Linked DNA regions of Pan troglodytes: region 1 is linked to region 2. The links are chromatin contacts, called in public HiChIP or PLAC-seq maps. All regions are on one chromosome and are shown on one strand. Each heading gives the region's core, a stretch centred on a gene start, on an enhancer-like site or on the middle of the called end of the contact. The rest is flanking DNA. Distances are from core to core; before and after follow the strand shown.

The links. HiChIP or PLAC-seq counts read pairs in DNA pulled down with a chosen protein or histone mark.
Region 1: a contact with region 2 is called in an H3K4me3 HiChIP or PLAC-seq map of stem cell-derived excitatory neurons, with 5 times the contacts expected there. The contact joins the promoter of BANF1 here to the promoter of KAT5 in region 2. A contact is called at or near these places in 1 of 7 Hi-C or Micro-C datasets (stem cell-derived neural progenitor cells) and 1 of 1 datasets of contacts at active chromatin or transcription factors (stem cell-derived excitatory neurons).

Annotation. Positions count from the first base shown.
Region 1 is chr9:68,329,872-68,336,333 of NHGRI_mPanTro3-v2.0_pri, reverse strand. It overlaps BANF1 (BAF nuclear assembly factor 1), which reads right to left and starts at 3,890. Exons shown (of 3, transcript XM_016921282.3): 1 at 3,752-3,890; 2 at 2,892-3,030; 3 at 2,119-2,639. The coding sequence starts at 3,014. The coding sequence ends at 2,493. EIF1AD (eukaryotic translation initiation factor 1A domain containing) reads left to right here and starts at 4,103. Exons shown (of 8, transcript XR_010147257.1): 1 at 4,103-4,225; 2 at 5,787-5,965; 3 at 6,107-6,215.
Region 2 is chr9:68,034,316-68,041,004 of NHGRI_mPanTro3-v2.0_pri, reverse strand. It overlaps KAT5 (lysine acetyltransferase 5), which reads right to left and starts at 2,889. Exons shown (of 13, transcript XM_001170139.7): 1 at 2,171-2,889; 2 at 2,005-2,071; 3 at 1,612-1,680; 4 at 1,388-1,524; 5 at 779-853; 6 at 598-672. The coding sequence starts at 2,182.

The DNA.
Region 1 (6,462 bases), core at 2,641-5,140, 290 kb before region 2:
CAGCCTTGCACAGAACTCTCATCCCTACAAATAACAATTTAGTTTCTGACCTTTCGCGCAATCGTTCCAGCCTCAGGTCTTTATTTTTGGTTTTCCTGTTATCTATTGTTGAGATGTAGCGAATACACTGAAAAGGGCGCAGAACATACACTTTTGGTCAATGCCTGTACCACTACCCCATAGGTCAGAAACACAGGTCAGGGTAGGCCAAGCCTACCCTTAAGCCCTTCCACACCCTCCCCCAAAGATAATCCCTGTAGACTTTTTCCTTTACTATTTACCATAATCATTTCCTTTGTTTTCCTTCTAGTTTTACCATCTATGTAGAAATTCCTAAGAATTTGTTTGTCTTCATTCGCTATTGAGATTCGTGTTGTACACAACTATCATTTGTTCATTTTTACCTCCGTCCAGTGTCCGGTGGCATGAGTGCCTATTTATCTACTCTAGTATTGACAGCCGCTAGCGTTGCTCCCAACAATGCAGCTGCAAACTCATCTAGGTCCTGCTGCAGGTGTTCAGGACTTTCTTCAAGGCACAGTCCCGAGAGTGGAACTACTTGGTCACAGGGCGTGTCAGTTTTACTAAATAACACCCAACTGTCTTCCCAAATTGTTTAGACCAATTTATACTCCCACCAGCTAGGTATCAGTTCCTGTTGCTTCATTATCTCATCAATACTTGGTATTGTCCAACTTAAAAGTGTTTGCCAGTCAGGTGGGTGTTAATGGCATGTGATGTCTTATTACTAGCAATATGGAGCACCTTTCCTGTGCTTATTTACTGGGAGGGAACCCTCTTCTGTGGCTGTCTTAGGTCTTTTACCCATTTTTGTTTTTTTGTTTTTTTTTTTTTTTTGAGACAAAATTTCATTCTGGTCACCCTGGCTGGAGTGCAATGGCCGTGATCTCGGCTCACTGCAACCTCTGCCTCCCAAGTTCGATTCTCCTGCCTTAGACTCCTGGGTAGCTGGGATTACAGGCGTGCACCACCACACCCGGCTAATTTTTGTATTTTTGGTAGAGATGGGGTCTCACCATGTTGGCCAGGCTGGTCTTGAACTCCTGACCTCAGGTGATCCACCCACCTCGGCCTCTGAAAGTGCTGGGATTACAAACGTGAGCCATTGCGCCCAGCCAGTCCGCTTTTTTCTTGATTGCAATTCTGTATGTGCTATGGAAATAGTCCTTTGTTGTTTATACTGCTGCAAATATCCTTTCCCTACAACCACCTCATTTTCCAAGTGGAGAAACTGAGGCTCAGAGAGGCTAAGCCACGACCAAGGAACACATGGCCGGGTCCGTGGGTTTCCAAGCTAGTTTGAGTTCCAGTCTGGCTACTTCCCAGGAGCAAGTCCATGGGCAAATTAGCCTCTCTTGAGCCTCAAATTTCCTCACCTGTAAAGGAGAAAATATTTATTATTGTGAAAGAAAAAAATGTTTGCGAAGATTTTAGCTTCAAGCCTGGTTCATACTAAGTGTTCAAGAAATAATAGGGCTGGCCGGGTATGGTGGCTCACACCTATAGTCACAGCGCTTTGGGAGGCTTAAGGATCGCTTAAGGCCAGCCTGGGCAACAGAGCAGGGCCCTGTCCCTATTAAGTTAAAAAGTAAACAAAAAGAACAGGACTAAAATGTACTGAGGTGTACTCCCCTCACATCCTTCCAGCTGTGATGCCTGTGCTCCTTCTCCTCCCTAAGAGATCATGGAAGATGGCAAGCACCCTGCCCACCCTTACAGAGGCCGGGAGAGCAGATGATATGATGACTGGCAGGTCAACTGTCACCCACATCCGGCCCACCCTGTCTGGTACCTCTGACTCCCACTGACTTTTCCACCAGGTGCTGCCTAGCCCAGCTGTTGACTTAACTGACATCTGGAGCACAGTCCATCTGGCTCCCAGGAAAAGATCCACCCACACCCTCTCCCACATCACTCAGGGATTGAGACACAAGTCACCTGCCTGAGGCCTACATGGCTAGGGTGGCTGCCCTCTGGGAGTGGAAGGGAAGCTGCCAGTTTCGGTCTCTACTGATAAGGAGTGAGGGAAACATGGTCAGTCCCTGGAGGAGAGGCAACTCCCAGCCCACTTGCTTTTCAGTGCACAAAGCCCAGTCATGAAAGCCACTGACTTTATTGATCTAAAAAACTTTACAAGGACAGTGACTGTTCTGCCAAAAAAGGAGCCAAATGGTATCAAACGGATTGAAAGTGAGGGTGGGGGTGAGGGATGGGGCCGGGAATCCATTCAGGAAAGCTGGTAACTGTCACCAGGGAACTGGCAAGGGAAAAAGGACGGGGGAGGCATGCAAGAGCAAGAATCCAAAAAAAAGTTGAAATGGTTAGGGGAGAAAACTCCCAAAAAACCCCGGAGTACGTCGGAGGTGAGTACGACAATAGCAATCTTTTCCTTCGTAGAGGACAGGGGAGGAGTCCCTACTCGGCTGCAAACTCTGGATGAGGGCTGGGGATTAGGAGCTTCCCAGAGAGCATCACAAGAAGGCGTCGCACCACTCTCGAAGGCATCCGAAGCAGTCCCGGGACTGCTTGGCGTTGGCGCCACAAGTGTCTTTCAGCCATTCCCGGAAGAGGTCTTCATCTTTCTTTAGCACCAGAAACTGGCCAAGGACAACATAGGCCTGCAAAACAGGGAAAAGGAAGGGGCGTGCTGCTCAGTGCTCAGTGAGAGATAAGAGCAAGACAGCCATTCCTGTGCCATTCAGAGCACACAAGCCCAGGAAGCAGCGCAGGTTTTGCCCCCCTCTCCTCTCCACCAGGTGCCCAGGCTCTGGCAGCCTCTTCAGATTATACCTTACTGTCCATCCCCCAGCAGATGGAATCACTTCCCTTCCACCCCCCGCTTGCACTAGGTACACGCAGCCACCCCACACCTTGTCAAAACCCCTTTCCTCCAGCTTCTTGCCCAGGACTTCACCAATCCCAGCCAGGCTCCCCACTGGCTTCTCCCCCATGGGCTCTGCCACGAAGTCTCGGTGCTTTTGGGAGGTTGTCATCTTGATCAGGCTTAATCTAGGAATCCCAAAAAAAAGGCAGATTAGGGCTGAAGACCTGGAACTCCTAAGGGCCCACGAGCAATCTCATAGTAAGAGGAAGCCAAGCCAGGGGCTACCGTGGCTTGCTCGATCCCCCTCATCCTGAAAGGAGAAACCAGTTCCAGGGAGACTCTTCCCTACTATTTTTAAGAGGAGTTTCTTCCTGCAGGACCTGGATTTTGATCTTGCCCCAGAGGAAAAACGATCCTGCCTAACAGGTGGCGCAAGCGGGGCAGTGGAAAGATTCCCAGAGTCCGTAGCCAGGGCTGCGCGGAAGCTGTCACTCCCTCTGTGACCTTGGCTGAACCAAGACGACACTGACTGCCTGGAACGGCCACTTGGCGTGGAAAGCTAACCAAAGGGTCTCTCTACCTACAGGGCGAAGCGCACACCTAGCGCTGCGCACACCCGCTCCCCGCCCGCGGGGTTCACGCCGCGCCCCAGCTCCGCCCCCACCGAGCGCCGCTGCGGCCCGCCCCTTCCCGCGGCCCGGCTCCCACGCGCCGCACCCCGCCCCCTCCCCGCAGCGCGGCCAAGCTCTCCCCCAGGGCCCGCCACAGCGCCTGCGACCCCTCTCCTCCCCTTCTCCCCGCAACCCCTCTGGCCTCCAGTCAGGGCCCTGCTCCGCGGCTGGCGCTCACCCGCAACTTCAGTTCCCGTAACGGTTCCTCCCGCCACCCGGCCGCTCCTGCGGATACCTCAAGCCACTAGAACTTTCTTCCACTTCCGTTTCCGGGTCGCTTCAAGAGCCGCCTTTAAAAAAGAAACCTTCCACGTTGGGCACTTCTAGCCAGTTAGAGCTATAGAGTTGAGGCGCCCCGGACCTCGACGGCGTCCTTAGTAGGCGCTGCTTTCCGGTCCTTCGCGGGAAGCCCTGCCTTCTAAGGTCTCGCTTCTCGCGCAGTTCTGAGGGAGATAGGCCTCCAGGGAGAGGACTTCCTTTCTCTGCTGCCCGGACCCGGAACTCAAGGACTTAGGCTTGACGGACCTGGCGTGGGGAAGAGTTAGAAGACGGACAAGGGAGGGGACCGGAGGCCTCCGAGACAGCGCCGGAAGTACGGTTTTCGGAGGGATCAGACTCAGACTCACGTCGCACTCCTCGCAGTTGGACTGGTGGGAACTGGGAACACTGGAGACCTGATTTCTAGCTGACGCTACCGTCGCGGCCGCCGGCAAGTTCCTTTACTGTGTTTTCTTGGTTCAGCCTTGAAGTGAGTCGTGGACGATCCTCTCTCAGCGTCCAGCCTAGACGGCGGGGTTGCTCCGGCAGCGTTCCTGGGAGCCGAGGGCCAGAGACTAAGTGTGGGTGTTTCTCTGAGGGTCTTTTCTCCGGGATAGACAGGGAGGAGGAAGGAGGACAGCAACTAGAGATGACAGTGTTTCCTTCGGAAACCATCAGTCTTAAGGGTACTGGCCTTCGTCTTCTAAGTACGCAAGTCAGAAATATGCAAATGTCGCAGACAAGCCTGCTCACCTCAACCTTTAATTAACTAGTTCCTGGCTTGGACCATCACGGTGGCCACCTAATTTGTCTCCGGCTGTAGTGTGTTGCCAGACTGAACTTCTCTGTTGTGTGACTATGCTAGACTTGGGGTGTACAAGCGTGTTGAGAAAGATACGGTTTATTTCAAACTCCTTCCAGAGAGGTTGCCAGGATGACTTCTCTGGAGCATGCGTATAGTTTTATATTACACCAGTACTTAAGATTATAGGAGTTACTTTTTTTTTTTTTTTTTTTTTTTTGAGACGGAGTCTTGCTCTGTCGCCCAGGCTGGAGTGCAGTGGCGCGATCTCGGCTCACTGCAAGCTCCGCCTCCCGGGTTCACGCCATTCTCCTGCCTCAGCCTCCCGAGTAGCTGGGACTACAGGCGCTCGTCATCACGCCCGGCTAATTTTTTGTATTTTTGTAGAGAGGGGGTTTCACCGTATTAGCCAGGATGGTCTCGATCTCCTGACATCGTGATCCGCCCACCTCGGCCTCCCAAAGTGCTGGGATTACAGGCGTGAGCCACCGCGCCCGGCCGGAGTTACTTTTACATGACATGCATTGTATTGTCCCATTCTGTTGTAGCAGGACGAGTCGCAGACAAAACCCCTCAGACACCAGATTAAAGAAGGAAGAGGTTTTTTTATTCGGCCGGGAGCGTCGGCAGACTCGTGTCTTAAGAGCCAAGCTCCCCGAAAAAGAAATTCCTAGCCCTTTTAAGGGCTTACAACTCTACGGGGTCTACGTGAAAAAGTCATAATAGATCAAGTAAGCGTGAGAAACGTGACTGGGGGCTACATACATCAGCTAACAGAACAAAAAGTTTTACAGTGCTTTCTTATACAATGTCTAGAATTTACAGATAACACCAGTAGTTTTGGTCAGGGGTTAATAAGATTATTATTATTTTAGCCACCAGGGCCAGGTGGTGGTGCCAAGGTCATCTAGCTATTTATCTTACTTCTGTTTCTTTCCAACTTTTTGCTTTCTCCCTTTTCTCCTGTCTTATAAACTAGGGAAAAGGGGAGGTTGGGGAGAAACGAAGAAGGCCAACAGGAGAAGTGGTGGCCTCATACCATACTGTAACAGTGCTGAGTTAGCTGTTATTTCTCTGGGACCTAGAGAAGTTGAATAGTTAGGAAATAAACCAAGGTAGGATTTGAATCCAGGCAGTTAGACTTCAGAACCCATGTTCTTAACCAAGACACCGTGTCACCCCTCAGTAAAAGGCCCCTCCCCATCTTCAGAACAGTCCTGGGTTCTGAGCCTGCCATCCAAGGAACTCAGGAGGAGGAGTTGACAGTGTCTTCGTTCCTAACCAGCGTGGGACAACTTCAGCATGTCTCAGGCCACCAAGAGGAAGCATGTGGTGAAGGAGGTGCTAGGGGAGCACATAGTGCCCTCCGACCAGCAGCAGATTGTCAGGGTGAGTGGCTTGGGGCACAAGCTGTTCTGCTCCCCACCCCTGCAGCCCTGGAGGGCCCCTGGGGTGGGGGTAGGGTGCAGCGTGTCTGAGAGGGTGTTTGATCTGACTGATGAGACTGATTCTTGGTCTCTCCTGAACCAGGTACTCAGGACCCCAGGGAACAATCTGCATGAGGTGGAGACAGCCCAAGGGCAGCGCTTCCTGGTGAGCATGCCCTCCAAATACCGCAAGAACATCTGGATCAAGAGAGGTGAGAGGATTACTCCTGTAATCCCGGCACTTTGAGAGGCTGAGATGGGAGGATCGCTTGAGACCAGCCTGGGCAGCATAATGAGACCTTGTCTCTACAAAAAGAAAAAAATTAGTTGGGCACGTGCCTGTGATCCCAGCTACTCAGGAGGCTGAGGCCTGAGAATCACTTGAGCCTGGGAGGTGGAGGCTGCAGTCAGCTATGATCATGCTATTGCTTGCCAGCCTGGGCAACAGAGCAAGACCCT
Region 2 (6,689 bases), core at 1,640-4,139:
ACACCACAGCTCACAGCCCTTTGACAGGTTTCCTTCAAGCCTAACAGTAACCCTAAGGGGGAGGTACCATGATCCCCAATTTCCAGATAAAAATCCTGAAACCCTAAAGGATCGATGATGTGGAAAAGATCACCCAATGACCCCATTTTTTAGATGGAGTCTCAGTCTGTCGCCCAGGCTGGAGGGCAGTGGCGCGATCTTGGCTCACTGCAACCTCCACCTCCGGGGTTCAAGCAGTTCTCCTGCCTCAGCTTTCCGAGCTGGGATTACAGGCACCCGCCACCACGCCTGGCTAATTTTTGTATTTCTAGTAGAAACAAGGTTTCACCATGTTGGCCAGGCTGGTCTCAAACTCCTGACCTCAGGTGATCCGCCGGCCTTGGTTGGACTCCCAAAGTGCTGGGATTACAGGTATGAGCCATGGCGCCCGGCCCCAATGACTCATTTGAACCATGTTCTGCCTGTCTCCTAATCCCACCAACACTAGCTCTGCCCACCACCCCTTCTTTATTTTTAAACTCATCACTAAATAACTCTCCACCCTGCCTGCATCCCTTCCTTTTCACCCAGTTCCCTTCTGCTGCTACCCAGACCCACCTCATCAGTGCCCAAACAATTCGATTTTCGCTTCCGTCCTGGCTGGGCTGCCACTGCCCTACGGGCTGCTCCATTCTGCCGAGATAGTAGGAAAAGAAGGGATGGCTGTGAAATGAGCCTGAAAGAAGCCACCAGAGAGTAGAAGAGAGGAAGGGAACAAGAGATGGTTTGGGGAACTCACCTGGGGAAAAACCGAGGCCGGGGCTGTCTCGCTGGGCACTGGAGTTGCTGGTGAAACCACCTCCACCTTCCGTTTCTGCAGAGAGAAACCAACAAAGGTGGGTCAGAAGGTAGAGAAGGTGGGACCTGAGAAGAAAGCAAGGTCCCTGGAATTGCTGAGGGTACCGTTGAGCGGTGGTTGGGCTGCAGGCAGGAGCTGGAGGAGAGCGGCTGGTCAGGCTCGCCACCGGGAATGGCCTCCCGCTCCTTGGGCAGGTTGAAGCGGAGTGTGATCTGGACCGGGATTGGCAAGGTCTTCCCGCTGGCCTGCGCCGAGGCCGGCTGTAGAGATAGGTCCAGGGTCTTCCTCTGGGGCGGGGATGGCAGTGGGATGGGGAAGGGGAAGAGGGGTCCCTCACCTCAAAATTATCAAACCCCACCCTCGCCTTCTGAAGGACACAGGACTAGCTACTGGACTCTGGGAGCTACATGTGCAATTTGGCCCCCATCCTTTGCAAGATGAAGTCAGGGTGAGAGGGAGCCGCCTCCTGCCCATCCAGGAGCCCCTAATGCCAACAGACAAGAGAAATAGGAGGCAGGAGAGAAAAGGTGAAGTGGGGGACCTACTCACCACCTCTCTCTCTGGAGAGCCGGGACGGGACCCAGGAAGTCCGTTCTTGGTGGGGGTCTTGGCCTCTTTCTTGGGGAACTGGATCTTCTTTAGGTCCAGCCGCTCGTGCGTCACCCATTCATCCAGACGTTTGTTGACTGTAGCAGTGGGGATGGCTCAGGACAGAATGCCAAAGACTGTCCCCCAACCCTACCCTGATGCCCCACCTCAGGCCCAGAACTCACAGTCAATGTAATGGACGTAGAAAAGCTTCCGGCCACTGATGTCCTTCACGCTCAGGATCTCGGCCAGGGCTATGAGAATAGCATAGACAGGGGCCTTAGACAGGCCAGGCTATGAGACTCCACCCTTCCACGACCTGAACTCCACCCCCAGGCCGGATCCCTAAGCTCCAGCACTTAGGTCTCTCCTAAGCCGCCTTCAGTCACAAGTGCCACCCCTTTCCAGGCCCCGCCCTGTACCTCTCGGAGCAGCTAAGAGCCACGCCCCTTCATCAAACTATCTGCGCCTCGCCCGCCCCATAATTCCAGAGGCCCCTCCCCATCCCGGGATTTCAGTTGACTCCCTTCCGCCCCTCGCCCTCAGGTTCCTTAGTCCCGCCCCCCAACGTCACTCACGCCACTCATCTTCGTTGTCCTGGTTCCGCCGCAGCACGGGTAGGCGGCAGCCCTCGATTATCTCCCCCTGGGGAGACAGCGCGACGCCAAGGTCGGCTACTGGGGGGCCTCGGGCTCTACCCACCTCCCCTGGCTCCCTCCGCCCCGCCCCGGGCACCGGACTCACCACCTCCGCCATCTTCCCTCCCTCCACTGCCACTTCCGGCCCCTCTGGGAGACGTCACTTCCGGGACCGAGCGCCCTGTGGGCCCGGGCTTCACGAAGCCCCTGTAGAGGGGGACCTTTGAGAGACACCGCGACCCAGCTGCGAGGGGCAAGACTGCCCCTGTGACTCGGGGGAAAACGGAGTGTTACAAGCCTCAGGCCGAGCCCTAGGTGGAAACCCCATAAAGTGCACAGCCAGTGGCGGTCTACTGAGTCCGTCACGTGACGCCCACCGGGTGCGAAGCTGGTCACGTGTATGCGGAGCGGGTCACGTGGCAATACCGTTTTTGGCTTTGACGGAGGGAAGTCCTCGGGCGTCTCCTTGTGGCGGTGGGAGGTGTTGCCGGGAGTCAACTGGGCGTGAGAGGCTGGAGAAAGGAAGTGGGCTTAGAAGGGCTCGAACGCTCCCCCAAGTCTGTGGACTTCATTCCGTAGGCAAGAGGACTCAGGGAAGATTCCTAGCTTTATTTTGTATATTAGGCTTTTTTAATTTGTATATATTTATTTTTGAGACGGAGTCTCGCTCTGTCGCCAGGCTGGAGTGCAGTGGCGCGATCTCAGCTCCCTGTAACCCCCGCCTCCCGGGTTCAAGCGATTCTCCTGCCTCAGCCTCCCGAGTACCCAACTAATTTTTGTATTTTTAGTACAGGCGGGGTTTCACCATGTTGGCCAGGATGGTCTAGAGCTCTTGACCTCGTGATCCGCCCGCCTCGGCCTCACAAAGTACTGGGATTACAGGCGTGAGCCACCGCCCTCAGCCATATTAGGCTTTTTTTTTTTTTTTTTTTTTTTTTTTTTTTTTTTTTTGAGACAAGGTCTGGCTCTCTCGCCCGGGCTGGAGTGCAGCCAGCGAGGCACAGTCTCCGCTCACTGCAGCCTCCCCCTCCCGGGATCAAGTGATCCACCTCAGGCTCTCCAGTAGCTGGGACTACAGGCGCGCACCACCAAGCCTGGCTAATTTTTTTAAATTTTTGTGTAAACAGGGTTTGGAGACTGGGCATGGTGGCTCACACCTGTAATCCCAGCTGCCTCCAGTCTAATCATGAGAAAAACATCAGACAAATCCCAATTGAGAAACATTTTACAAAATACCCCATGAATACTCCTCAAAACTGTGAAGGTGTCACCGGTGGAGGGTGTACAGGTTCTTGGCATCTAAAATAATGGGACAAAACAGCTGGGCGCGGTGGCTCACGCCTATAATCCCAGCACTTTGGGAGGCCGAGGCGGGCGGATCACGAGGTCAGGAGATTGAGACCATCCTGGCCAACACGGTGAAACCCTGTCTCTACTAAAAATAAATACAAAAAATTAGCTGGGCGTGGTGGCAGACGCCTGTAGTCCCAGCTACTCGGGAGGCAGAGGCAGGAGAGTGGCGTGAACCCGGGAGGCAGAGCTTGCAGTGAGCCGAGATGGCGCCACTGCACTCCAGACAGAGCAAGACTGTGTCTCAAAGAAAAAGAAAAAGAAAGAATTGGCCAAAATGCACAAAGCAAGGAAGGAATGAACGATTTATTGAAAATGAAAGTACACTCCAGTGTTGGGGCCGGCTGAGCATAGGTGCTCAAGGGCCCAGTTACAGAATTTGTTGGAGTTTAAATACCCTTTGGAGGATTCCATTGGTTATTTGGGATATGCCATATGTAAATGAAGAGGATGAAGTAAAGTTACAAAGTCATTTAGGGTGTACTCCCTAAGGAGAGGATATTTCCCGTCATAACTGAAGTGTGAATCGGCCTTATATGTTCCCTGCCTCCAGACCCTATTTTCCTGCCTCAGAGGTGGCTGAACATGGTGGCTTACGCCTATAATCCCAGTGTTACAGGAAAGGGGTCCCCATCCAGACCCCAAGAGAGGGTTCTTGGATCTCGTGCAATAAAGAATTCAGGGCGAGTCCAGCACTTTGGGAGGCCAGGCAGGTGGATAACCTGAGGTCAGGAGTTCGAGACCAGCCTGACCAACATGATGAAACCCCATCTCTACTAAAAATACAAAAATTAGGCTGGTGTGGTGGTGCGCGCCTGTAATCCCAGCTACTCAGGAAGCTGAGGCAGGAGAACCCGGGAGGCGGAGGTTGCAGTGAGCCAAGATCAGGCCACTGCACTCCAGCCTGGGAACAGAACAAGACTCCGTCTCAAAAAAAAAAAAAAAAAAGAATTGAGGGCGAGGCCATAAAGTGAAAGCAAGTTTGTTAGGAAAGTAAAGGAACTCAATGCTGGTTGCCCATTTTTCTGGTTATTTCTTGATGATCTGCTAAGCAAGGGGCGGATTATTCATGCCTCCCCTTTTTAGACCATATACGGTAACTTCCTGCTGTTGCCATGGCACTGGTAGGAGTGCAGCAGTGAGGACAACCAGAGGTCACTCTAGTGGTCATCTTGGTTTTGGTGGGTTTTAGTCGGCTTTCTTACTGCAACCTGTTTTATCAGCAAGGTCTTTATGACCTGTATCTTGTACCGACCTATCTTATCTTGTGACTTAGAATGTCTTAACCGTCTGGGAATGCAGCCCAGTAGGTCTCGGCCTCATTTTACCCAGCTCCTATTCAAGATAGAGTTGCTCTGGTTCATGCACCTCTGACACCGAGGCAGGCGGACAACTTGAGGTCAGGCGTTCAAGACCAGCCTGGCCAACATGGTAAAACACCGTCTCTACTAAAAATATAAAAGTTAGCTGGGCACGGTGGCATCCGCCTGTAATCCCAGCTACTCAGGAGGCTGAGGCGAGAGAATCGCTGGAACCCAGGAGGCAGAGGTTACAGTCAGCCAAGATTGTGCCACTGCATTCCAGCCTGGGCAACAGAACAAGACTGTGTCTCAGAAGGAAAAAAAGAGGCCGTGCGCAGTGGCTCGCTCCTGTAATCCCAGCACTTTGGGAGGCCAAGGCAGGCAGATCACAAGGTCAGGAGTTCGAGACCAGCCTGGCCAATATAGTGAAACCACATCTCTACTAAAAATACAAAAATTAGCTGGGCGTGGTGGCATCTGCCTGTAGTCCCAGCTATTCAGGAGGCTGAGGCGGGAGAATCACTTGAACCCAGGAGGCAGAGGTTGCAGTGAGCCAAGATTGTGCCAGTGCACTCCAGCCTGGGCAACAGACGGAGACTCCGTCTCAAAAAATAAATAAATAAAATAAAGAAAGAAAGAAAAGAAAAAGATGTTGCTCAGGCTGGCCTCAAACTCCTGCCTGCAATCCACCTGCCTCAGCCTCCCAAAGTGCTAGGGCCACCGCACCCTGCCATTGTTTTGTATATTAGGTTTCTTTTTTTTTTGGTCCAGTGGCTCACGGCTGTGATCCCAACACTGGGAGGCTGAGGAAGGATCGCTTGAGCCTAGGAGTTCCAGGCTGCAGTGAGCCGAGATCGTGCCACTGCACTCCACCCTGAGTGACAGACAGACCCTGTCTCAAAATAAATAAAGACCTGTTGCCCTTAGGGCGCTTACATTTTTGGAGTTTGGGAGAGAAGAGGACAGGTATAGATTGTCCACCCTCAGCAATGTCACCATCCCTGCTGGGCCACATGCAAAGTGGATAGCAAAGAGAAAGACAGGACTCACCCTTCTACGTTAGCTCAGAGTTTTGGCTGGAAGGGTGTTACAAAAGTGTTTGCTTGAGAAAACTAGTGCCTCCTCAGACTGAGTCATCTTCAAAATAGCACTTGCTTTCCATTCTAAATGTCACCAGCACAGAGGACCCCAACTCTATTTTGCCATTTTCAGCAGAGTTTGCAGAATTCACGGAGACACATTGGTTGCTTTATCATAGGGACAATCATGGTAACACCTAGAGATGATGCACTTGGGGGTCGGGCATGGTATTCAGCACATGATGGGCATCCAAAAATCAATAGGTCTTCTTAACCACTAATAGTGTGCTTGAAGATTTTCAAATATCCTTCTTATGCCCATTGTTGCAAAAACGCAACATGTCTGATAGTGCTCTGCCCCCAACCCCCACATCCCTGATCAAGGTATCTCACACATATACCTGCAACTTTGTTTGGGGCTTCCCCTGGCTGCAGGAGTGTGTCCAGCCTATGCATCTGGAAGGCCAGAAGTGTGACGAGTTAACACCTCCTGAAGCAACTCTCAGCCAATGCCTGATGGGAGTTGGAGGGTAAACTCCCTTGTCCGTGGGGTGAGACCACTCTGAGGGAGGGCAGGCTTTTAAATTTAAAATGTTTTTAGATACATTTCATATATATTTTTCTATAAATGCATATATAGTCTTGATGGTTAATTTTAAGTATAGACTAGGTTATGGGGTGCCCAGATAATTGATTAAACATTATTCCTGGGTGTGTCTGTGGGGTGTTTTCAGATGATATTAGCATTTGAATGGATAGATTGAGGAAAGCAGAGGACCCTCCCCAGTGCAGGTGAGCATCATAGTCAGAGACTGAATAGCACAAAAAGGTGAAGGAAGAGAGCGTTTTCTCTCTCTGTCTGACTGCTGGAGCTAGGACACCAATCTCCTAACCT